Linked DNA regions of Mus musculus: regions 2, 3, 4, 5, 6 and 7 are each linked to region 1. Evidence: chromatin contacts called from public HiChIP or PLAC-seq and promoter capture Hi-C data. All regions are on one chromosome and are shown on one strand. Each heading gives the region's core, a stretch centred on a gene start, on an enhancer-like site or on the middle of the called end of the contact. The rest is flanking DNA. Distances are from core to core; before and after follow the strand shown. Region 1 holds the start of Serhl (serine hydrolase-like). Region 2 holds the start of Ccdc134 (coiled-coil domain containing 134). Region 3 holds the start of Srebf2 (sterol regulatory element binding factor 2). Region 4 overlaps Srebf2 (sterol regulatory element binding factor 2). Region 5 holds the start of Tnfrsf13c (tumor necrosis factor receptor superfamily, member 13c). Region 6 holds the start of Wbp2nl (WBP2 N-terminal like). Region 7 holds the start of Naga (N-acetyl galactosaminidase, alpha).

Region 1 (3,373 bases), core at 377-2,876:
CGTCACCCCTCCACGGCCCTTCAGCCCACGGCCCTACCTTGGGGAAGAAGAGGAATGAGCCTGTCAAAGGAGTTGGCGTTGTCCAGCCAGCCGTGTAAGCAGAGAACTGGAGGGTTCTTCTGGGAGCCCCAGACTTTGAGAGCAATGTGGCCCCAGGGCACAGCCAACTTCAACTCTGAGTGCAAACCTGCAAGGCAGATCTGGTCTGTCAACCCCTGCATCCAGGAATCCGGCACTTCCTAAGCCCCTATGAGTGCACCAAGAGGCACAGGCGCCTGAGCTACTGGCCTATGTCTAAGCTTTAGACAGACTGATTGCCAGATAACAGGGAAAGACAGCTTGGGTCCCCTGGATGAGAAAGATCTGAATAGGTTTTTCAGGATATAGCTCATTGGTTTTTAGGGCAGAACTGGAAGGAGTAGGTTGGGGGCTGCCGGCTTGAACCCTGACACTTGTGGGCTGTATGACCTTGGCTTGCCTAAAACCTCTCCATCTTCAGTTTCCCTTTCTGTTAAACAGGAGCAAATAGAGAATAATGCCTCATAACTATATGGGACCCATTCCAAGAGCCCCTGTAGATACCTGAAACTTCAAGCAGTAACAGACCCCATACACTGAATGCTACCTATAACAATAATTATACATGCCTGTTATCCCAGCCCTTAAAAGGTAGACATGGATAGACGATAAAACATTGTCTCATAAAACTTCAAATCAACAAAATAAAACAAATATACTACAATTTGTGCAGCACTGACTCTAAAATATTATTATGAGAACCAAGTGTATTAATCACACCTATAAGCCTAGCCTAGTCCTGAGGAGGTAGAGGCAGGAGGATTTCGGCCACTTAAGGATAGGCTGGTCTAGGGAGTTCCAAGCCAGCTAAAGCTACATACAGTAAAATGGCTGAGGGTTTTAAGACACTACTCAGAGTACCATGCTGCTCAAAACTGGTCTGTGCCCTCACATTTTGGACCTTAGGAAACTGAACCCTTGGAAATCGAAACTGGGAGATCACCGTGGCCAGCTTTTCCTATACCTTCGGAGCCGATGCCAGACACTTTATACTCTATCTATCTATCTATCTATCTATCTATACACCGTGAGTTGGAGAGTTGGGCCACTGCTGTTCTCAGTGCACAGATCACGAAACTGAGGCACAGGAAAGGGAGAAGGGGAGGAAGGAGAGGGGGAGAGAGTCAGCTTGACTCCAGGGCTCCATCTGGGCCTCTTCAAGTCAGATGTGCTCCAGAGCTGACCTTCTGCTGCTGTTGGACCCAAAGAGCAACCCCAAATAGCAGCCTAGGACTCAGCGGCCATCAGGAGCCCCGAGTCTGGCTCTGCTAGATCCCAGTGCTGCCCACTGAGCCTGGGAGAGGGCGATGAGCGTCCACTCCACCAGCTCAAGTAAGCGAGTGGGAGCACTCGTCGGCCTCCCCCTTCCCACTCCAATCTAAGGGGCCCTGAGGGACATTTTCACCCATTGCTCTGGTCGGTGAGGCTGTCACTCCTCGCTGAGGAGGTCACAGGAACTGGAAGGACTCAGAAGCTCACGCCCCGCCTCTTGCGTCCCGCTCAGGACTTTCCCTCCAGGTCCTTCCCGTCCCCACCGGCTTCCGTCTCCTTAGCCCCAGTTTTAGCGCCAGCCCCGCCCCTTCAAGCGACACCGCCCACCGAGGCCCCGCCTTCCTGCGGCCGGCCCGGGACTTTCAGGAGGATCTCAGGGCTGCTCAACTCCTGGCACATTGCTGTGCTGCTACGGTGGGATGGTGTCAGAGCTAGCAGAGAAGTAAGTCTCTGGAGGACAAGCTTTGACAGGCTCAATACCTGGGCATCCCCGCATGATTACCACGAGCTAGACAAGGCCCCGGTGGCCCCACAGTGAGGAAAGCTCCCTCGAGGATCCTCTCTGATTCCCACAGAAATGAGACGACTGTTTCACAGTGTTTCATGCCTCCCCACCGTGTCCCCACGGTGGCTGCGGTCCCTCAGCAGTGCCTGGCGCTATCCAGCTTTGATAATTGATTGCACGGCCTGAATGAATAAATGAATGTATAAAGCGAGGGCTCTGGCAGAAACCATCCCCAGGCAAGGAAGGACTGAAAACAGTTTCAGTCCCGAGAAGAACTCAGAGTCAGACTGTGGGCACGGGGTGCATTCAGGAGGCTGGGAAAGGCCTGTGGGTTTTTGGAGGCCAGCCTGGAATACACTGCAGGACTCTCCAATGACCAAAACTCATCCTAAAGCTAACCCTAGCAATCCAATCACAAACATTCCTAAAATGGACACATACAAGCACTACCTTTTAAATTAAAAGCAGAAATCTTGAGCTTTTAAATTTACCAGGTGGGCTCTCTGGAACAGCGGGAGATATTCCCTATCATTGTTGTAGCTGGCGAACCACAGACCTGGGCACTGAGCGGAATCAGTGTGGTGAGTTCCCCAAAGGGGTGACAGGGCAAACCCTGAGCATCACAGGCTGTAGTAAGGGGAGGGAGGGGAGGCTGGGCAGAGCCACTGTGGAGAGAAATTTGAGGCTGAAAAATAGGCCAACGTAGATGAGGGGCTGGAAAATGGGGCCGCCTGGTTGTGACAGGACTTTTCTGAGTGGTTTCACTCAGAGGTTAGGAGCTGGGAACACACCACGCTTTTCTGTTCTATTCTTTGGTTTTTGGAGACAGGGTTCGAACTCACTCCATAGCTGAGGGTGACCTTGAATTGAGCCGCCTCCCTCCCTCTCCAGAACACTGGGGTTGCACGCCTGGTTTATGCACTGCTGGGGGTCAAACACGTGGATGCATGCATGCCAGGCAAACATTCTACCAACTGAGCTACATCCCCAGCCCTTTGAGAACACTTCTGTTGGGTCCAATCAGTGGCATCTATCGGTGGAGAACACACTTTGATTCTCGATAGATAAGGGTCTTCACTGAGTTCTGTCGGAGTACAGTCACTCAGAGCCACTGGGAACAAGACACCTACCAGGAAGCCTGGGACCTTTCCCAATCTTTCCCAGTGACACATTGTTACCAATACTTGCACTTGGCATCTCGCATTCCTTTGACCTCAAAATTCCCTTGCTTCAACCAGCCCCTCCAGCAGCCATGACCTCAGCCGGCTCCTGTCTGTCCTGCTGGTCCATGGCTACAGTCACTGTCCCTCCATTCAGTCTCATCCTCATGTTCACATCCATCTGTGTCCCATCATTTCCATCTACCTCTTCCCTTTCCGTCCCTGTGACTCCATTCTGCCCTGCTTATCCTGCGACCACAAGCTGCCACCAGCCCCTTCCCCACCTCTTATTTTACTCGTGTGAAAATCTGGGTGCCTCTCACTGCGGGCTGGGGTGGGGGTTGATCTCCTGCCGGTC
Region 2 (3,373 bases), core at 586-3,085, 970 kb after region 1:
AGGTCTTATAGCTTAATATAGCTTCCTATAAAATCGGGCATAGGAGGTCCCCTTCCTGATGCAGAGCGACAGGTCTGAACAATGTACTATGTCTGGAGAACGGGGCTGACTGGGCATTAAGGTTCTTTTCAAATCCCTGTCCTAGCCTTCTAAGAGGGTATCAGCCAAGGAGTCTCAGGCAGTGAGAAGGTATGTAAGGCTTGTATGGCTTCCCTCCTCCTCCAACTTCTTCTGACATCAGAAAGAAGGGACACAGCATGAGAAGGGAAGCAGGGAAGACTTGGAGACTGTACCCATTCACCCGGGAACTACATGTGCAGCATCTGTCCCTAATTCCAACAACAGCCCAACCATTACTGCTCAAGCAATGTTCCACGCAGTTCTAGAGCTGAGAACACATACCCAGGAAGTATGGCAAACCAAACTCCCTGAACTTGTACCTTATCGCTTGAATGGGTACGAGACAATCAACCAACATACAAGCATAAAAGGATTCGGTTGGTGAAGTTCGAACCAGGGCCCGAGTCTGATCCCCAGTATCATGAGTAAGCTGGGTGCAACGCATGCTTGTGCTCCTAGATCTGAGGAGTTGGGGACTCAACTATTCCTGGAGCTTGCTGGCCAGCTAGTCCAGCTGAATCTAGGAGCTCCAGGTTCAGTAAAAGGTCCTGTCTCAACGAATAGGGAAGAGAACAATTAAAGATACCTGGTATTGATCTCTGTCCTCTGCATACACATACTGAGGTGTACATGGAACACACACACACACACACACACAGTTGGCTCTGTTTTTTTTTTTTTTTTTAAGGATAAGAAGAATTTGGTCAAGTGAAACATTAATATGTGGGGGCTGGGAGTAGTGGCTCATAACTTTAATCCCACCACTTGGGAGGTTGAGGCTGGAGAATGTCCTTAAGTTTGAGAGTAATCTAGGCCTTGTCTAAAATTCCAAAATGGATAGACTAGGGTGGAAAATGACAGTCAACAGAGGCCTCATACTCAGATGAAAGATACCCTGTTTTACTAATGTGGAAACTGGGGGACAAAAAAAAAAAAGTTACTATTCAGAGTCTTACAGCTGTTCCTAGGCTGAGCCAGGAGTCTTACTCTCAGTTCAGTGCACTGTGTCTTGTCTCTAAATAAGCACAGGGCATCTCATATCAAAGCTGGCCACACCCCCACCCAGAATTTGAGATGCTCTGGGAGAGATCCTTAGGAGAACCCCTGCCCCCACGGAGCCGGGACAGCAGAAATCTACAGAACAAAGATTATCCAGGACCGTCCACCTTCCGTCTCATGTTCCAGAACCCAAGCGAACTTGAACCAGGCCACAGCAAAACTTAGGGAAACAAATTTACCAGACAACCTAGGATAACTCAAGCAGGACAAACGTGGGAAAGCAAAGTAGCGGACCGCGGGGGACAGGTCTGGTTTTCATGACTGATACTCTACTCTTCGGCCTCTAAATCTCGCTTCTGTCCCAAGCGTCCCCAGCGCTCTTTCAGACTCGGCAAGCGACTCCGAACTCGTCTTGTAGAGCCTGTGGTAGTGGCCGGGCGGGGGTTTTGGTTCCGCGCCTTGGAGCTTCGGAGGGGCAAGCGAGCCTTTCTAGGTGTCCGAGTCCCGAACCCGTACGCAGTGCGGGGGGCTCCGCACTCCCCTCCCAAGAAGCCTACAGTACAGTCCGGCACCCCCACCACTACCTACCCCGGCCGGCGGTGCAGGGAGAAGGGAGCAGCCCCTTGGCGAGCAGCCGGAAGCACCCAACTCTGGCAAGGCGCGGAACTCTACAGCAACCGGCCAGCAGTGCTAGGAGACCGACAAGCGGCCGGCCCACCTACTGCGCTGCTCCTGACCAATGAGACCGGGCCGCGAACGCCGCGCTCCGCTGACCTCACTTCCGGCCCCGCCCCGCTGTGCTCTGGCGCGTGTCGCTGCAGCTGTCAGCCACGGCGTGGTCCTGGGAGAAGCCGTCGCCCGGCACGCTGATGATCTCGGTTCTGGTGGAGTTGGAGGAAGTTAAGCTACGATGGGGCCCTTACCCTGCTGAAAGCGCGTCAGCAAACCGCGGCCCGAAACCCTTGCTGCCCGGCGCTTTTAGCGTAGTGCCTGATGTCTCATCTGAGTCTATTTTAAACCTCAGCTCGCAAGATCCAAAGAACTTTTTAAGGAACCAGCATAACCTATGGTAGTGCGGAGCACGGGCAACCCCGACTTGTCCATCCAGTTCACTGATTTCTAAACCAGAGTTCTTCCTCTGTTCGTAGACATTCTGTTTTGCTCCGGGGTAGGGATTGAGGGTGTCAGGACAGCTAGATCCGGGGAAGACCGGCGGAGTGGCCAGTTAGGACGCAAAGCCCAGGCTGGGCTGATATACAAACAGGTGCGGGCAGAGTTTTCTGCCAGTAGCCGGCGATGGTAGACGTTAAATGACCATTGCCCACGTGAGTATAGAAAAGGCTTGAGCCAGAGAGGCTGAAGTGGGTTTGATTTTATTCCCCCCTGAGATTTGTACCTCTTCCCATGTCCACTTGAGGTGAAGTGCTTCTCCAAAGTCCAACCACAAGGCTTGGGGCCCTTGATGTTGGGGCCTTCCCAGCTCAGGGGTTCTTCATGTTCTCTATGTACAACTATGAAGCACTTTGCACATGCTCAGGCCCCAACCCTTGGTTTTCTGAGACAGGGTTTCTCTGTATAGCCCTGGCTGTCCTGGAACTCACTCTGTAGACCAGGCTGGCCTTGAACTCAGAAATCCGCCTGCCTCTGCCTCCCAAGTTCTGGGATTAAAGGCGTGTGCCACTACTGCCTGGTGCACATGCTCCTTAAATGCTCTCACTCTCCAGTCTGTCTCCATCATTTGCGGAAACAAGCCAGTGTCCAGCTGTGTAGCTGAGGAACAAGTTCCAGGAAGATGAGCTCAGAGTGAAAGTGCACACAGGAATGTTAATGCATTATTTTATTTCCCAATTCCATTTCCACTGTGGTGTAAAATAGCTCCAGAGAGAGGCTTGATATTGTTTTCCCCCTCAACCATTATGCCCGGAATTTGTCTGCAGGTCTCATTGTTTTCTGTTTCTGGGCCTTTATGTCCTGAGGCTCAGCCTCTGATGTGAGCCTGGGAAACAGACACACCTCCGAGGCAGCTGGCGTGAATCATGAGAGGAGAATAAAAGAGAAACAGAGCTGAAGGGGGAGGGGAGGGATATCACAGAACCCCAGAAGGGTAGCAATGGTCAGAGAAGAGTATGAATACTTCTAATATTGGTGGCACGGACTCCAAAACTGGGACCAGCAGTTGGCATATAACAGAGAACTGTTCCATGAAAAGAGAAGATAGCCAGGGGAGTAGCCAGTAGGGCTAAGAAGTTCTCCT
Region 3 (3,373 bases), core at 580-3,079, 950 kb after region 1:
AGATGAATTTTCTCTTGTACCTGCTGGCAGGCAGTTTTAGACATCCTTACTGACTAGGGAACCCTGGGTATGCTAATGAACAGCGCTGGGCTTCAGTCCCAACAACGGTGAGGGGAGATGGCCAGTCTGACATCCATCTTTATCTGACAGGGCTGTGATAAGTATTGGGAACCTGTGTGAGTGCTTAACACTTTTATCTTGTACCTGGGTGCTCAAAACACTTTAGCCACTCCCACGTTCCAAGGAGTAACCCCTCCCATTCGTTAACCTATCTTAGTGTTTAGCGATCCTTGGTGGAAGAATCTGTGGTTAAAAGTGGAACTTCCAATACACGGGCTTGTCACACTGTCTGGATGACCAAAATGAGAAGTAAGGGCGAACCCTAAGGGAAAAATGCTACAAAATGCTACAAAAGCAAAACAGGCACCTGGCCAACACCTTCTTTAAACAACTGTTGTCACTCCTTTCTCCACGAGAGAACCTTCTACCTGCTTCTTCGCCTGCGAAGCGAGGATGTGGCCATCACATCTGCCTGCAAGGTTCTAGATTCTAGGTGTAGTAACATTCCATAAACTGAGTCACTGCCTAGGAGTTCTGGACTCTCTAAAGTAAGTGACCTTAAACGACACCTCCGGCAAAACTGAGCGATACCCAATTCAGCGGGATTGAATAAATGAACTAACGCAAAGTATTTGGGACTGAGAACTTCAGAAGAGCCCTGACTACTGAGAATGACTTAATTACTAGCCTATTTTTCTTAAAGGTGGAGTGGAAAGAAACTAATAGTGGCTCAGAAACAGAAAGAACTGGGCTTTGTTAACCAGCATGATGACCGCGGGCAAGTCTGGGACCCTCTCCAAACCTTCCTTCCCGTGGCTGAAAAGTGAGAGAATTTTAAGAGAGGTTCCCTGGGCTCCTACCAGTTCTTCCACTTCGCTGTTAAGGCCGCCGAAACAAAGGCCACCAGCTCCCTAGTCTGTACCCGAGGGGCCACAACTCAAAATTCTTGCTGCTCAACTCCCTTTGCAGTGCGACAGCAGGAGCGCCCGGGTCTCCATCCAAGGCCGCCGCACTCTGCGGTCTCTGTCCACTCCATCAGTAACTTGCTTTTTGCAGCTGTTGCCCAAAGTTTTCCAGAGCGCCCGCAGACCCGGCTGTCAGTCAATCCCGAAAAGAGCGGGGGCGTGGGGGAGCCGAGCCCGGGAGCGCAGTCCGGGAAATCCCGAAGCCGCTCCAGTGGCCAGGCAGGGAGTGACAGGTGCGACGCGGGACGCCGGCGAAGACCGGACAAACCAGAGCGCGTGTGGGCGCGCGAGGGAGGCAGCCGCCTCGCTTTCTCCTCTGGCGGCACTCGCGACGCCCCCAGCCCCGCTTCGGGCCCCGCGGCGCCCACGACTCCTCAGCCACCGGGAGCCCTGCGTCACGACCCGGGCTCAGACTCTGGAGCCAGAAGAACTGGGAACCTCCCGGGCAGCCCGGCCCCCGCGGGTTCCTTCCCGCGCACGCCGGGGCGATCGCGGGGTGGGCGCACGCGCACCCGCGAGCGCCGCCGTAACCCCTTCCTCCCCGCGCGCCCCCCGCACTCCCACCCAGCCGCCGCCACTCACCGTCGATGTCCCCGAGAGTCAGCTCATCGCCCAGCTCCGTGAGGGTCTCCATGGTCTCCAGAACGCCCAGCTCGCTGCTCTCATCCATCGCCCAGCTTGGCGCAGAGTCCCCCGTGAGGTCCAGCTCAGGGAGACGCGGAGGCGGTACCGCCGCCACCGCCCATGACACCCGACAGCCCCCACCTGGTACCGCCTCACCGCCCCGTGCCAACCGCCGCCATGTTTGAGCTGCGCCCCGACTCCACGGAAGGGGCGGGGCAGAATTCCCCCGCCCCGGGCCGCGCCCACTGCAGCCCCGCCCCGAGCCTCCGCACCCCCAAGTTTGTTGTCAATGGGACCAGGCTTGCATTAGCCAATCGGCGCGCGAAGCGGCTCATGGGGTGATGGTGCGTCATCGATCAGCAGCTCAGATTTGCATAGCGGGACTCCGCCCCTCACGGCATCCAAGCGCCAGCGGAGAGTAGCCGCCGGGTCCTCGTCCCAGCCTTCTTCTGGCTTAAAGGAGCCGCTACTTTTCCGTTGGATCAGCTCCAGGAGCAACTTTGTCGAGAGCCCGGAAATAGAAGGGTTAACGCACCGCTGTCCGGCGCTACCTTCTACCACCGCCCCCTTTACTCTAGGAGCACATTACGTCATCTCCCCAGTTGCCTCTTCCCTCCCCCTAGCTCTGGGTAGAATCATAGTACCCTAACATTCTGGGATAGGCTATCCAGACCCTAAGTCACACTTATCCCATCCGAGACTTAACAGGGTCTTGAGATCACCTGAGTATTGTGAACATTTTACAACTGGCCCTCAATTTTGGGAAACCTCGATCATTCTAAGGCCTTCAGACAAGGTCATTTGTTCAATGGTCTCTCCAGGTGAGGCCCCACTCCTGCAGTCACCTCACTGCATCATCTTACAGGTAGTCGGTCACACTGCACACAAAGGTGCACGCTTCCAAGAACTTATCCGAAGAAACAAAAAGATTAGTGTTCCGAGGAATGCTATTAAGTACATGTATTCAAAGACATTCATCACAAAGTTCTCTAACGGGAAAACAGTAACACAGTAAGGCATCAGGTACATAAATTACCTCCAAACAGTAGAATATCAGGGCATCGTTAAAAAAAAGAAATGCTGGAATGGACATCTGAGAAAGGACCTAAGTGTATACTGAGAGGAAGAAGGTTTTCATGGCATACATAGGAAGAGCTTCTTGTGAGTCTGAGGCAGTTGTTCTTAGGGGGTCAGAGCTGAAGGCTCTGTGGGGAGACCTGCATATCCAATAAGCCACTTCCTGCTCCTGGGCTGGCTAAGCAACTGTTTGCTGATAAGCCTGGTTTGTCATCTTTAAAACAGCACAAGACCACAGTTGTCATTGTCACATTTATTTGATTTCCGTGGCAAGCAAACAGCTCTTAACTTCTGGGATGAAGTGTTCCAGCAGGCTCTGAGGGGGAAAGGGTCTCCAGTGAAGGTATTGCAGCTCTGAGAGGGAAAAAGATCCTGGCAATCAGGCGCCTGGGAATACCCACAAAGTCACATCACAACAAGTCTCACAGGAGAGATTTACTGGGAGAGGCGCCTCTGCTGGGGGACAAGAAATAGCAAAGAACTGAGCAAGAGACAGGGTTTCTAGGTGGGGTTGGGGAAGCTGTCCAGAGTGGCCTGAATTTTTTTTGTGTGTGTGAAACCTTGCCTCAAAAAAACAAAACAAAATCAAATCACTAAACAACAAAAACAAAACAAAACACACACACACACACACACAAGACAGACTA
Region 4 (3,373 bases), core at 475-2,974, 930 kb after region 1:
ACTCTGGTCATCTCCTTCAACCAATCTGGGTATTCAATCAACATATCTCGGTATTGTGGGTGACCTGGGAAGCCCAGGGCATGGTGGCACATGCCTGTAATTCCAGCACTCGGGAGGCCGAGGCAGGAGCTCAGCTCCTGAGTTTGAGGCCAGCATAGAGTACACTCAGCAGTTCAGCTGTCAAGAACCTTTAGAGAAGAAAGGACGGAAAGTCCTGGAAAGAGCTAGAACACAGTGACACACACTGCCAGCACATAGCCCGGTTTAGATCCATTTTTCTGCCATACCATTTCGTTCACCTTCATTACCACAGAGCCCCGTTTGAAGGCAGAGGCAGAGAGATGTTGGTCCTGCACCAGGTTCCATGCTTTTCAGGGCCCTTGTGGATCTCTGGCTGTGTCTTTTCCCCACTGGGAAAGAAGTCTGTGGGGCCCCCTTGGAAACTATGCTCTCCTTTCTAGATCATATTCCAAGTGTCTGTAACCCCTGAATCCCTCTTCCCCTGAAGCCTCAAGCCTGGGAAGGCTTCCATACGCTCCACTAACTCCAGACACTCTTGTTTCTCATGACCGCTTCCTGTTCCTGGGGCGTACGTGTAAGATACTCTAAAAGGAAAGACGTGAACGCGTACCCATGAAATGAGTGATTATTCTTGAAAAGTGGTCGGGAATTCCAGAGGCTCTCTTAGCCTCTGATGCTCTCATTCAGACACCAAACAAACCACTGTGGCAAGAACAGCCCCCATGCCTGGCACAATGGCTCAGTGGGAAAAGACACTGGGCATGGCCTGACGACCTGAGTCTGAACCCCAGAAGCCACATGGAGGAAGGAAAGAACTGACTCTCACAAGGTGTCCTCTCACGTCCACACATGTGCCATGGAGTATGCACCCAACACAAAGTAAATAATATAAATAATAAGAATAAAGAGAGACCAGCCTTCCAAACCAAAAAGCACCGTCTCCATTCCTTCCCCCAAGTCCTCTTCCTCTGCCCCAGAAAGTCCCTTCCAAGTCTCTGAAAGTAGGGGAGGTGTCTGAGGAAGCCGAGTCGTATGTGGGGCAAGCAGCATGTTACTGGAGATTCCTAGTGCGGTCCAAACGGAGCAACTGGAGCTTAGCAATTCAATCGCCGTTCAACCAGCCAGGCATGTCAGCTCCACTTACAAACACCTCACTGCTCCAGTCTGATGTACGTACGTGGGAGGGCACAAGTCACAGACATGGCAAAGGTCAACTAAGGGCAAGTCCTTCTCCACACTTTAACTAAGAGCTGTCCTGAGTCTCAGAAGAAAACACAAATGAAACGCACACCTGGCGCACGAGCATAATACGAGATTATGGGAAACTTTAAGATGATTAGGAGAAATCTAGCAATTCTCCAGCCCTTCCCAAGTGCCATAAAACCAAAGGAAAGGGCAGTCCGAGGGAGGGCGCACAGGCTTGGGTTTGGTGCTGTTTGGGCCTGGGTCTCAGGAAGGCAGCTCCAGGAGCCGTGAGGACAGATTACTTCTCTCTCACCACAAAAGGCTGGCTGGGACATAAATACACACTTGATTCTTTGCTCTGAGGTGAAATAAGATAATTTATGCAAAACGCCAGCAAGGGGCGGGCCCTCAGGAAGCCCCTTGAGCACCCACTGCACACGCACTTGGGCCTGCTTAAAGTTTACTCCACCAAGCGCTCGCTCTCAAAGCTCTCAAAGCTCCCTTTGCTGGGGGGGGGGTGCAATACCGGCTGGTGTGCAAAGGTCACAGGGTTTTAGTTCACAAAGCAGGTTAAGAGCGTGTAGGCAGATGGAATGGAACGGCCGCTGCTTCTTTTTTTCTTTTCTTCTTAAAGTAAAATGCCTTTCAACGCTTACATAGAAAGTATCAGTGAAGCCAACTTCAGAAAGCTGAGCAGCAGGCCCTAACCAAGTGGTAAGGCAAGATGAGCGACTGTGGGAAGGAGCGCCATGCAGAGACACGCAGGGAGCTGAGGTGCAGGCTCCAGGAACAGTCATGCTCTGACTCCACCCTCCACCGCGTGAGAGCACAGAATGGCTCCCCACTCCGAGTTTTGTGTCAGGCAGTTACACGGGCTCTCATTTCCACAGAGAGCCATGAAGCCAGGGAAAGCAAGGCCTGGGAAAAGGTTTTATGAAGCTTTGAAAATGGAGTTTGTGTTCCAGCTGCAGTTCACAGAGCACGGGGGCAAAGAGGCTCCCCGGAAGTGGCCGGCACACCCAAGCACACCTCACTTCCTTCTCCACCGTTTCCCCAGCCTTAGCAGTCTCTAAAAGTTGAGGCTAAGTTGCTTGGGGCACCAAGAATCTACATTTGGGTTCTGCTTCTTTAAAAAAAAAGCAAAGAAACAAAACTAGAGGGAGGTTTTTAGCACCTGTGCATTTCAAATAGCTTCATGCCTCACAGAAACAGAAGTTCATGTATAGTCTACGGAGCTTATGACCTAGAGACGACAACATATCTTGGCTGCCTTAGCCAGGCAGCCTCTAGTGCACATCAAAGTATGATCAGAGCAAATTTGCATTGTTTTAATCTATGCCATTGAGTTTTTGCCGGCATACTTGTCTATCTCTATGTATGCAGGTGATACCAGAAACCCTGAACTAGAGTTACAGATTGTGTGGTTGGCTGAGAATTGAACCTGGGTCCTTTGGAAGTACGGCCAGGGCTCTCTGCCACTAATCCATCACTTCAGGCTCCTGATCAGATTAATTTTGATTAGGAGTACATCCAAAGCGCCCCAGATGGAGTAACAATGTGTTCAAATGACACAGTCAGCTAATAGTCCTATGGGTATTTGTTGTCTAGCCCAGAGAGGTAAGAGAAGAACTGGTTTACAGAGGTCATTACTCTGTTTAGGGGAGTGAGGGTGGGGTAGGATGAAGAGTTTAGCCAGGGTCTTACTGTATAACTTACCACATAACTCAGGGTTTACCATACTGCCAAAGCTGGTCTCCTCAGACCTTAGACTACAGTGAGTGACTGCACAGAGCAAAGGTCACTTATTCTTATTGTATGGGGGTTTTCCCTGAATGTGTCTGAGCACCACGTACATGCAGTACCCACAGAGGACAGAAGAGGGCGCTGGATCCCCTGGAGTTACAGACTGTTTTACTAGCTGCCATGTGGCTGGGGTGTCCTCTGCAAGCCCCACTACTTATTTTTTCAATACATATTTTATTAATTCGTTGAGACATTAGTACAATGTTATTCTTACACTTTATATTTATTATGAATGTTGTTAGATAATATGTTTTATTTTTGAGTTATATTTATTTACGGGGCAGGGGGAGCTTGTGTATACCAAGGCACATGTATAAAGAGGTAGGGGTGAGTCAGTTTTCTCTTCCCGCCGTGTGTGCTCTAG
Region 5 (3,373 bases), core at 619-3,118, 880 kb after region 1:
TGCTCAGCTCCAGTGTCGGACACCAAAGCTAGGATGCCTGGCACATAAGCAAGGCTCCATGGCCCTAACAGTGATAAGTAACAGCGGCCCAGTAGTGATAGAGGTGGGTGAGGGCAGAAGGTTGCTGCAAAGTGTCTGGTCTTTACCTTCATGCCTCTGTCCTATGAGAAGGGCTGTCCCTGCCCTGGCTCCTCTCCATACCCTTTCCCTCCCCCCACATCCCCATACACCCACACTCACACCCACACCCACCCTCCCAGACCCACTTCTCCTTTGCAGCTACGCTGACGCCTACACCTTCCTGCTGTGGAGTTGCTGGTCCATAGGCAAGGGGGTGGACAGGCAATGGGCCAGAACCCCTAGAAGCCCATTTCTGTGGTGGTCCTCACTCAGCGTCTCCATCTCCTCTTAACAACTTTGATCCCCTCACTCCGTGGTCAGTCCTGCATCATCCCCAGAACTGGACTAAAGCACCAGCCTCCTTGCCTCTCCATCCAGTCTCCATCTGACATCCCACTAAAGCACAAGGCAGAGAGAGACACACACTCAAAACACAAGAGGTCTCCTCACCACCAGGCCTCCACTCCAGCTGGACCCCATCCATCTATCCCTAGCAACGCCGCTCTCACCTTTCTCTCAGCACTCCTCAAGCAGTGGCCACGTTGGTTGGTTTCCAGTATGTGTGGCCTGGAGGGCATGTTTCCCTGCCCCTTGCAGCTGCTAAAGATATCTCTAAGCCCCTAGCCCTGAGGGCTCAGAGGTCTATATGGCCCACCTTGAGGCCCACCAGGGAACTCCAGGCCCCAGCTCCTAGCTGGCAGCTCCCTCTGGCATTTCCCAGGCCATGACCCCTGGGGAGGGGGCTGCACATATCCCAAGACCCCCAGAGAGCTTGTTTGTGTGACTGTGACTGGGGCTGGGTCTGAGAGACGCTGATGAGAGAGACAAGTGGGAGAGAACATGGAGGTTTGGGGGGGGGGGGGCAGAGCCTGATACAACAGGCACAGATGTGAACAAGCTTATGATCTAAGAAAGGACCTGCAGGGACAGGGAGGTCCCTTGCTAATCCTCAGGTCTTCCCAGGGCTCTGCTTGCTGAAAGCTAGTGTGGCTCTCCAGCACCCTGCGACCAGAGTCCAAGTTTTCTGCTGGTCCAGCCTGCCCCACAGGTCTGAGCACAACTTAGCCTCCCCATTTAAGGCACCGGGCTTTTGCTCACGTTCTACCCTACACTGGCCACTAGTCTTTACCTCTCTACCAACACCATGTCATTTTCTCAATCGAACCTTCCTGTTATGGTTGGTGCTGACTGGCACTGGTGGACCTCAGGCCAGACCCCGTGCCTACCCACTCCCGTGGAGTCCAGGATGACTGGCAATCTGTCCCCATTACTCTCAAAGGGGACTCTGCCCAGGAGGTAGGGCAGGGCAGAGGGCATGGATATGGAAGATTAGAGAGGGCAGTGAGATTAGGAAGTCTTTTATTTATCGGTGTCCCTCCAGCACCCCTGTGGGCATTCCCATGGGCCACTCAAGATGATCTGATGTCTCAACCCTGGGAAGGGCAGAGCAGGAAGCAGGAGGGACTTGGAGGCAGATGGTTAGTGGAAACAATTGGTCTTGGTGAGGCACAGCAGCAGGGGGCTGGAAAAGGTAGGCGGCTACAGGGTCCCTCTGCTGTCCAAGAGCAGGCTCCAGTGTGACCCCCAGCGCAGATGATGCTCAGCTGTCTGTCGTCTGCGGTGACAGTTGAGTGGTTTAATGCAGGAACCACAGGTGAAAGAGGTCTGGGGTTCCAGGCGAGGTCGCAGCTCCACCCCAGTGGTCCCACCCCAGCAGGCAAGGGCGGGGCGGAGGATGCTGCGTCGCGGTTTCATTCTAGACTACAGGGCACACAGCCCAGACTCGGAACTGTCCCAGCTGCATGAGGCGGCGACATGGGCGCCAGGAGACTCCGGGTCCGAAGCCAGAGGAGCCGGGACAGCTCGGTGCCCACCCAGTGCAATCAGACCGAGTGCTTCGACCCTCTGGTGAGAAACTGCGTGTCCTGTGAGCTCTTCCACACGCCGGACACTGGACATAGTAAGCAAAGGCATGGGGATAGGCGCGACCTGCCTGAGGTATCCAGCCTACCAGCGCCGCATGCTCCTCTGCTGACCCTGGAGCCAATGGTCTCCCACATCCCTCACTGTTAGTCTCTCCCTCCCCCCTCCCCATCTCTCTTTCCCTCCTCCTCCCCCTCCCCCTCCCCCGTCCCTCTCCGTCTCCCCCTCCCCCATCCCTTTATCCCCCTCATCCCCACATCCCCTTATCCGCTCTGCCAACAGCAAGCAGCCTGGAGCCTGGGACAGCTCTGCAGCCTCAGGAGGGCTCCGCGCTGAGACCCGACGTGGCGCTGCTCGTCGGTGCCCCCGCACTCCTGGGACTGATACTGGCGCTGACCCTGGTGGGTCTAGTGAGTCTGGTGAGCTGGAGGTGGCGTCAACAGCTCAGGACGGCCTCCCCAGACACTTCAGAAGGAGTCCAGCAAGGTGAGAACTGCCGGGGCTAGGGGAGGTTGGGGGGGGGGTTGGGGGGGTTGGGGGGGGGACGACACAGGACTGAGGGAGACCTGGAGTTGACTCTGATGCTGTCATAAAGCAGGGAGGACAGTACAGCCCAAGCCTTAATCCAAGCAAGAAGACCCAGAGGCCAAAAAGAGATGTTTGGGACGGAGGTGTCTGCCCTGACATTTGGGAGCCCAAGGGCCTGATGCTAGGTTATGCCCTGTGGGCTGACCAGACACCCCTCTCCCTCACCTCATCTTATCAAGTCTCTGAACTCAGCACTTCCTGTGTTGAAGACCTGTCACGTGCTGTTCCCCGTCCTCCTCCTAGGGCCGTCCCAGAGGAGGCTTCTAGAACGGGCGTGGGGGGGGGGGGCTGTGATTCCGTCCTTCCTGCCTTATCTTACCTGCTCCCTCTCCCACCCCAGAGTCCCTGGAAAATGTCTTTGTACCCTCCTCAGAAACCCCTCATGCCTCAGCTCCTACCTGGCCTCCGCTCAAAGAAGATGCAGACAGCGCCCTGCCACGCCACAGCGTCCCGGTGCCCGCCACAGAACTGGGCTCCACCGAGCTGGTGACCACCAAGACAGCTGGCCCAGAGCAATAGCAGCAGTGGAGGCTGGAACCCAGGGATCTCTACTGGGCTTGTGGACTTCACCCAACAGCTTGGGAAAGAACTTGGCCCTTCAGTGACGGAGTCCTTTGCCTGGGGGGCGAACCCGGCAGAACCAGACACTACAGGCCACATGAGATTGCTTTTGTGTTAGCTCTTGACTTGAGAACGTTCCATTTCTGAGATGGTTTTTAAGCCTGTGTGCCTTCAGATGGTT
Region 6 (3,373 bases), core at 267-2,766, 800 kb after region 1:
TTTGCTGTCGTTGTCTAAGTACTACATTCACTGCGAGGCTAAGGCAGAATCACAAGTTCAGGGCCAGCCCTAGCCAAATAAATAAACAGCAAGACTTCGTTTCATCACATTCAAACTTACCACAATTGTAACTGAACTCCCAAATGTGTCTCATAACTATAAAGAAAACTAAAAATAGAATCAATTTTCCTCCTCTCAAACTCTTTCCTTACTGTCGTTTGTATCTGAGAAAGGTAGAGAACTGATTGTTCCTTGATGAAGAGACAGAGAAACCCTGTCTCAAAAAACCAAAAACCAAAACAAAACAAAACAAAACAAAAAACAGCAAGAGAAGTTGATGCATAGCATATAACTTCAAATCCAAGTCCAGGCGTTCCCATGGGCACTGAAAATGATTTTGAGCAAATTATTTCTCATATGCCTACCTGTGAAATGAGGGAAACGGCTCACTGCAGACAGTGCAGTTATCAAGACAAAGAATCCTTGCTATGCTTAGCTATTCAGTGAAAATGATCGGTACGTATTCAAGAGCACAGATTCTAAAAATTTAAAGGAACAACGACAAGAACAAAAAACCGGGACTTTTCTTCTTTGAGACAGAGTCTTTCTACAATATAGCTCTGGCTGTCCTGGAACTCGCTTTGTAGATCAGGCTGGTCTCGAACTGACCTCAAGAGTTCTATTTAAGCACATCATTGAATGAGTCTCACAGCTAAGTGAGAAATAAAAGGAAATCAGCAGAGCGAGGGCAGAATCCAGAAGAGGCGGAGACAGAGGGTAAGGAAAGTGGGTGAGGGGTAGATTAAAGGACATGTGTCAAAGTCACTAAGTTTGCCTAGAGGTGGGCTTCTCCTGACAGAGAAGCCCCAGCACCATGAGCGACTGGAAATGCCATGTCTTCCTCGGTCCCCCCTAATTTTGTTCCCAGTCTTTTCAGTAAAGGTGACAATATCCTAGGTTGAAGCAACCAAGAAAAGGCACTTCCGGGGGTGGGTGGGTGGAGGAAGGCTTGTGACAATTCTGGATTAGTTACCTACACTCCACATCCTAGCCCTTCTTCCAACTCGCCTACCCCTTTGTTCCTGGTGGCCTGAGGCGCACCCAGGGCCCTCAGGGTGACTGTCACCCTCTTAAAGTCGTAAAGTCGCACACAGCCACTGGAAGCTGTCCAGCAATGCAAGGGCTGGCACACTCTTCACACAATCCTCGCTCAAGCCTTTCCTCTGAGGATGCCCGCGCCCCTCGCACCCGCGCACGCGCCTAGCCACAGGCTCTTGGACTTGGCCGCTGGCGCATGCGTTCAAACGTCAGGGGCGGAGCTCCGAGGAAAGGGCGGGAAAGCCCTCGATTCGCAGAGGGCTTTCTAGCGCACATATCTACCCTGAGCATCTCCTCCCTCCTTGACAGCAGCCTGAAAGTCCCCTCAGGCACCTTTCACCATGAGGGATGGCGGCCCAACGGCGGTCCACTGTATGGTTCTGGTTCACTGCCATCTTGCTCTAGGTCTCCTCCCGCCGCCGCCTCCGCCGCCGCCAGCTCTTCAAATGGAAAGGGGCGGGGCCTGCAAGGCAGTGGGCGGGTCCCTGAGGAGAGGGCGGAGATTATGGCGCAGAAACCCTGGAGTTGAGTGGGCAGCTGTCACAAGAGGAGCTGTCACAAGTCAGAGGAGGAGAGCCTGGGTGAGGAAAAGGGGCGTGTTCGTGGAGCTGGCTTTACCCCTAGAACGGGGAGGGTCTGAAGGATGGGTGACTAGCCTCTGTCATGTTAGGCCTACAACCAGCCTTGGTCCTGCTAGGAGCTAGTGGTTTAAAAAGTAGCCATTAACCCAAAATCTTAGTCCAGATTAACCCCCAAACCAACTCAGGGTGAGGGTCTACATTTTCTCCACTCTTATAAGACCAGAGCTTCCTTCCATCAAAGAGGGCTTAGGACAGAACCAATGGTCTTGGGAGAGAACATCCAAAAAGATGAGCTAGGTCAGGAAGTGGACAGTGAATTTCAACCTTCAGTGGGTCCAATTCTTGGATGCATTTGTAGGTGTCCCACTCAATCTATTACTCAAGATATTCTAGAGTGTTATTGTGTCAGTGAAGAAATGAAAATTGTCAAATAATAGATATATTATCATTGTAAGACATGTGCTGATTTCAGATTTTTGTTTTGTTTTGTTGTTTTTGTTTTTGTAAATAGGGTCTCTCTATGTATCCCTAACTGTTCTGGAACTCACTATGTAGACCAGGCTGGTCTCAAATTCACAGAGATCCTCCTGCCTCTGCCTCCCAAGTGCTGGGTTTAAAGGCATGGGCCACCACACCTAGCACAGATAATTTTTTACATACAAGACTTACTAGAATTAAGACTCAAACTTACGGATGGGAGAGATGGCTCAGTGGCTAAGAGCACTGTCTGCTCTTCCAGAAGTCCTGAGTTCAAATCCCAGTAAGCACATGGTGGTTCACAACCATCTGTAATGAGATCTGATGCCCTCTTCTGGTGTGTCTGAAGACAGACAGCTACAATGTACTTACATATAATAATTTTTTTTTTTTTTTTGGTTTTTTCGAGACAGGGTTTCTCTGTATAGCCCTGGCTGTCCTGGAACTCACTTTGTAGACCAGGCTGGCCTCGAACTCAGAAATCCGCCTGCCTCTGCCTCCCGAGTGCTGGGATTAAAGGTATGCGCCACCACACCCGGCCTATAATAAATAAATCTTTAAAAAAAAGAAAAAAGAAAAAAAGAAAAGAAAAGAAAATTTAATAGAAATAGTATACAGCGGCAAACATCTTGATCTAGCCACTCCTGTCATGGTCAATAAAACCTTGAGCAAGATGATTGTGTTCTTTGGACTTGACCTTCCACACTTGAATGTTAGTGTATAGGCTTATTGTGGCTGTGATGGTTGATGTCCACCAAACAGCTGTGTCTCTCACGTGTCACTTCCCTTCCTCTGTGTGTGTTGTGTTACCATTGGTTGATATCTTCATTTTACCTGCTCGGTTTCAAGAGCCTCTTGATTCATCTTCCATTGTGGCTCCTCCAAGCTATTTCTCTCCATTCATTTATACCTTAGGTTCACCTCACAGAAAGTCAAGTGTTGCAGGGTATTTGATCACACTGTGAACCCCAAGATTTGTGTTATTTACTGGAAAACCTACTTCTAGTTGTGGTGTGGCTCAGCCCTAGCTCACGCCTTTGATCCAAGAGCTTTCTATTTATTATAAACCATAGGTCAAGAGGTGGTGCAACCAACGAGTTGCGGGGAGGGAACAAAGGGAAAAGTGAGTAAGAGAGAGTTGGGGGGGATGGATAGAGAGATGCACAGGAAGTAGAAGGGAGGGCATTCCGTTGGAGGTGTTGGGGAGACAGTGGAGA
Region 7 (3,373 bases), core at 519-3,018, 760 kb after region 1:
CCAGGATTCCCGTAGTCGCCCTGAATGCAACTGTGTTCAAATGCCTGCCTGCCTGCCCACGGGCTTTGTGGATTCCCACCTCAACCCTTGCTTTGCAGTTCCTGAAGCCCAGCCGGCCCTCCCCTCTCACCCTACCCCCACTTAGAGCTCCTTGACATTTAGGTCTCAGCTGTCCGCTCTGAGGTCTCCTCCCTGACCTCACAATGTAAACAAGCATACCCTACATTTTGCTGGATGTTTTAAGGGGGGAGTGTGGTGGTTGGTGGCTGCAATGTTCACTAACTTTTCTTCAACTAGTAGTATCCACTAGAGTAAATGTGTTACAAGGTGAAGGTCGCGGGAGGGTGGGTAAGGGGAGAATACAGCATGAGTTTCCTGAGGAGGGAGGGGAGAGCTTGCCGTTTTTAAATAGAAGAATGGGCAGAGTAGACCTCACTTGGACATATAATTAAGGGAAATGAGGGTGTCGGCTATGCCCATATCTAGAAGTGCATTCTAAGCAGAAGGCACAGCTGGTTCAAAGGCTGTGTTTGAGGGGCCACAAGGAGGGCAATGAGGAAGATGACGGCAGGGAATAGGGTCAAAAGGTAGAGGGTGGGGTTTAGAAACACCATTTCCCCAAACTAAGAGAGTAGCCATCACACAGACTTCAGAGAGACAAGACCAGGGCTGGGTTGGGTTCGTTTTTTTAGGTTAAGTGTGTGCCCGATTATCTGCCTGTATGTGCACCATGTGAATGCCTGGTGGCCTCAGAGTTCAGAAGAGGGCATCAGATCCCCTGGCATGTGAGTCTGGAGACGGACCCTCGTGCTCTGCCAGAGCACTAAGTGCTCTTAACCACTGAGCCATCTTACCAGCCCACAGAGCTGAGTTTTCAGGTTTGCCTTGGCTGCCTTGGAGAAGTAAGGTGGACAAAGGAGGCCCTTGAGGGCTGTCTCCGAATCATCCAGGCAATATGTAATGAGGCCAGCGTTACTGGGTGGGATGAGAGGTGGAATTTAAAGGCAGGAATCAATTTTTGGACAATTGCATGTAAAGGCTGAGAGAAAAGATTGGCAGAGAAGTCGGTTTGCCATTACCTGATAGGAGGAAAATGGCACAGATTCGGAGAGGGGACAGCTATGATCATCATCGGTGTAAAGGCATCCAGAAATAGTGGTTGGCACCTAGCCTGTGTTTAACATATGAATAAGTAATGAATAAATACATTTGGGGAGTGGGTGGGCGAACAACCCCTTGGGTGTCAGGTGGAGGGGGCAGCCTCCTGACCTTTCGAGAGCTGAAACCCCACCCAGCCTCTTTCACTACCGTTTTCGAGTGGTTAAGAGCAAGGTTTCAGGTGGATTTCTGAGTTCGAGGCCAACCTCGTCTAGAGAATGAGTTCCAGGACACAGAGAAACCCTGTCTCGAAGAAACAAAACAAAATAAAACAAACAAACAAACAAACAAACAAACAAAAAAAGAGCAAGGTATCGCCCTCTGTAGGAATTCACTGCACAGCTACTTACTGAGCACGGGCAGTGCGGGCCACCACCCCCGCCCTCTGGGGCGGAGGACGGAGGACTCCAACCAGACCCGAGGCACAGCGGCGCGCGCACAGGGCGCCCAAGCCGACTTCCCACGGGAGCGCGCCTCGGGAACGCGCAGAACGCGAGCTTAGATGGGCGGAGCTTTTGGAGGCTGGGAGCTGGGGCATAGAGGGAGGGCACGGCGTTGCTAGGGGATTCTGATTGGTTGCTCAAGAAGGGTTGTCCCGTGACATTCCGCCTCCCGGGTCGCTATAGGTACAAGCGGCCGCCACGGGGGCTTTCACGGCTTACCGCGGACTGAGCGAGCGCGAGGGTAAGAATCAAGGGGGACCCTGGGCCTGCGATGTTTAAGAACCGAGAATCTGAACCCACACGGGGACCTGGAACCGGACATGGCCTATAGCCTTCCTTCTTCCTGGTATTCCTAGAACCAGTCACAACCGCTCTTGGGCAAAGTGTCCTAGACTATTTGTAGTTCTAAAAGAAGAGCTTAGATTCCGGGAAGTAAAGGGTAGGGAAGGAGTGTGTGAGGGTAGTGAAAGCGACTTGGGACCAAATGTGGAATCCGTAACTTTTATTTTCGGAGATAGGGTCTCTCTACCTAGTAGCCCTGGCTGGCCTGAAACTGGCTATGTGGACCAGGCTGGCCCAGAACTCAGAGATCCTCCTGCTTCTACCTCCTGAGTGCTGAGATTAAAGGTGGGTCCCACTATGCCCGGTGGGATACATAACATCTGTTATCTTCCACAGTTCAGCATATAAAGCTGCTAAGAGCAGATTCGAGTGGGTCCTGAGATTTGACTCCAAGGCAATGTTGCAGAAGACAGGTACCCTCACCTACTCAGGTGGCTTTGCAGGGGAGGACTGTGGCGAGGAAGCCCCAGCCCTCCTCTTTCTTGATGGGGGTATGTGGGGAGAAGTGTGCCTCTCCTTGGAGCTGGGCCAGGAAAATCAAGGAGATGCCCCACACCTCAGAATCGTTTCCCCTCCAAAGAGGCCACTTCCTTTTTCAGCCCTGCTCCAGTGTATAGGTCCTATCTTACCCGATCCTGGCGGGCTGTAGCAGCCCTGTCATGTGGGTGTGGTAATTTATATATAAGGAAGCTGAAAGCCAAGAGGAAGGGGCTTGTGTAGGTGAGCAGCTGGGTACAAGTCCACCCTGACCAACCCCTTTAGGCCCTTCTGAGGCTTTCTGAGGTGGAGAGCAAAAACTCCAAGGCCTCAGAAACCCAGAGTCCACAATGAACTGTCATTTCTGTGTAGGGAGGGAGGGAAGAGGGCATCTGGTCTCATGTATATCAAGGACATGACTTCAGGGGTCCGTTCCATTGATTCCCAGTCTGTAGCAACAGCTTTTTGAATACATTACTTTGCCCCATGTACCCCCCCCCCCAGACTGCACTCACAGGCTGAGGCAACTCTAACCCTACTGGCCTGTACCTGGGGAGGGCTGAAGGGCTGGAGGGGTTGAGGTGATGACTGGGGTTGGGGGGTGGGGTGCTGTAGGAACCATTTACAAGTCACCATCCACCTCCCCCTCAGTGCTCTTACTGGCCCTGGTGGCTCAGGTACTGATGCTGGAGAATGGGCTACTGCGGACTCCACCCATGGGCTGGCTGGCCTGGGAACGCTTCCGCTGTAACATCGACTGTGTGGAGGACCCGAAGAACTGCATCAGGTGAGTAAGATCTGCTTACCCAGGGCAACAAAATGGGGTCAGTGGGTCAGTGGGTGAAAGACACTCATCAGCAAAAATTTTAAAAAAATTTTTTTAAATAGAAAAATGCAGAGTCAGAATGAATGTATCTGACACCTAGCCCCATGACCTGCTTGGGGCCTCAGTA

The links. Promoter capture Hi-C pulls out the DNA fragments that hold promoters and counts their contacts. HiChIP or PLAC-seq counts read pairs in DNA pulled down with a chosen protein or histone mark. Capture Hi-C pulls out chosen DNA fragments and counts their contacts.
Region 2: a contact with region 1 is called in a promoter capture Hi-C map of liver, with 4 times the contacts expected there. The contact joins the promoter of Ccdc134 here to the promoter of Serhl in region 1. A contact is called at or near these places in 3 of 39 promoter capture datasets (embryonic stem cells and liver), 1 of 484 Hi-C or Micro-C datasets (embryonic stem cells), 1 of 115 datasets of contacts at active chromatin or transcription factors (large pre-B cells) and 2 of 9 other capture datasets (liver and pancreatic islet).
Region 3: a contact with region 1 is called in an H3K27ac HiChIP or PLAC-seq map of acute myeloid leukemia, with 5 times the contacts expected there. The contact joins the promoter of Srebf2 here to the promoter of Serhl in region 1. A contact is called at or near these places in 8 of 39 promoter capture datasets (the 3T3-L1 cell line, 3T3-L1-derived adipocytes, embryonic stem cells and 3 more), 2 of 484 Hi-C or Micro-C datasets (embryonic fibroblasts and embryonic stem cells), 4 of 115 datasets of contacts at active chromatin or transcription factors (acute myeloid leukemia, bone marrow-derived macrophages, embryonic stem cells and 1 more) and 1 of 9 other capture datasets (liver).
Region 4: an H3K27ac HiChIP or PLAC-seq map of large pre-B cells shows a contact between it and region 1, with 4 times the contacts expected there. The contact joins the enhancer-like site here to the promoter of Serhl in region 1. A contact is called at or near these places in 2 of 39 promoter capture datasets (the 3T3-L1 cell line and liver), 1 of 484 Hi-C or Micro-C datasets (embryonic fibroblasts), 2 of 115 datasets of contacts at active chromatin or transcription factors (bone marrow-derived macrophages and large pre-B cells) and 2 of 9 other capture datasets (adipose tissue and embryonic stem cells).
Region 5: a promoter capture Hi-C map of embryonic stem cells shows a contact between it and region 1, with 7 times the contacts expected there. The contact joins the promoter of Tnfrsf13c here to the promoter of Serhl in region 1. A contact is called at or near these places in 7 of 39 promoter capture datasets (3T3-L1-derived adipocytes, the HPC-7 cell line, embryonic stem cells and 4 more), 1 of 115 datasets of contacts at active chromatin or transcription factors (large pre-B cells) and 2 of 9 other capture datasets (adipose tissue and liver).
Region 6: a promoter capture Hi-C map of liver shows a contact between it and region 1, with 5 times the contacts expected there. The contact joins the promoter of Wbp2nl here to the promoter of Serhl in region 1. A contact is called at or near these places in 3 of 39 promoter capture datasets (cranial neural crest, liver and stem cell-derived epiblast-like cells), 1 of 484 Hi-C or Micro-C datasets (neural progenitor cells), 2 of 115 datasets of contacts at active chromatin or transcription factors (large pre-B cells and stem cell-derived neural progenitor cells) and 3 of 9 other capture datasets (adipose tissue, embryonic stem cells and liver).
Region 7: an H3K27ac HiChIP or PLAC-seq map of epiblast stem cells shows a contact between it and region 1, with 7 times the contacts expected there. The contact joins the promoter of Naga here to the promoter of Serhl in region 1. A contact is called at or near these places in 13 of 39 promoter capture datasets (the C10 cell line, cranial neural crest, embryonic stem cells and 7 more), 1 of 15 datasets of contacts at CTCF or cohesin (large pre-B cells), 5 of 484 Hi-C or Micro-C datasets (B cells, the Ba/F3 cell line, the HPC-7 cell line and 2 more), 17 of 115 datasets of contacts at active chromatin or transcription factors (the 230-238 cell line, the HPC-7 cell line, T-cell acute lymphoblastic leukemia and 13 more) and 3 of 9 other capture datasets (adipose tissue, embryonic stem cells and liver).

Annotation. Positions count from the first base shown.
Region 1 is chr15:83,098,458-83,101,830 of GRCm38.p6, reverse strand. Serhl (serine hydrolase-like) reads right to left here and starts at 1,626. Exons shown (of 12, transcript NM_023475.3): 1 at 1,484-1,626; 2 at 38-187. The coding sequence starts at 1,487.
Region 2 is chr15:82,126,384-82,129,756 of GRCm38.p6, reverse strand. Ccdc134 (coiled-coil domain containing 134) reads right to left here and starts at 1,835. Exons shown (of 7, transcript NM_172428.2): 1 at 1,708-1,835. Mei1 (meiotic double-stranded break formation protein 1) reads right to left here. Exons shown (of 31, transcript NM_028897.3): 31 at 2,943-3,143. The coding sequence ends at 3,098.
Region 3 is chr15:82,145,725-82,149,097 of GRCm38.p6, reverse strand. It overlaps Srebf2 (sterol regulatory element binding factor 2), which reads right to left and starts at 1,829. Exons shown (of 19, transcript NM_033218.1): 1 at 1,608-1,829. The coding sequence starts at 1,695.
Region 4 is chr15:82,165,197-82,168,569 of GRCm38.p6, reverse strand. The region is part of intron 1 of Srebf2 (sterol regulatory element binding factor 2); the gene reads right to left. Among named protein-coding and RNA genes, the nearest start is that of Srebf2, 20 kb to the right of the region's middle. Within about 2 kb of position 1,724, at least 159 of the 459 cell types and tissues checked have an H3K27ac peak or open chromatin away from gene starts, as enhancers often do. A contact at or near this core is called in adipose tissue, bone marrow-derived macrophages and liver, where this site is marked.
Region 5 is chr15:82,222,875-82,226,247 of GRCm38.p6, reverse strand. Tnfrsf13c (tumor necrosis factor receptor superfamily, member 13c) reads left to right here and starts at 1,868. Exons shown (of 3, transcript NM_028075.3): 1 at 1,868-2,080; 2 at 2,326-2,529; 3 at 2,972-3,373. The coding sequence starts at 1,936. The coding sequence ends at 3,150.
Region 6 is chr15:82,297,127-82,300,499 of GRCm38.p6, reverse strand. Wbp2nl (WBP2 N-terminal like) reads right to left here and starts at 1,516. Exons shown (of 6, transcript NM_029066.1): 1 at 1,432-1,516. The coding sequence starts at 1,493.
Region 7 is chr15:82,337,221-82,340,593 of GRCm38.p6, reverse strand. Naga (N-acetyl galactosaminidase, alpha) reads left to right here and starts at 1,768. Exons shown (of 10, transcript NM_008669.4): 1 at 1,768-1,842; 2 at 2,280-2,356; 3 at 3,072-3,207. The coding sequence starts at 2,341. It also overlaps a transcript of Pheta2 not described here.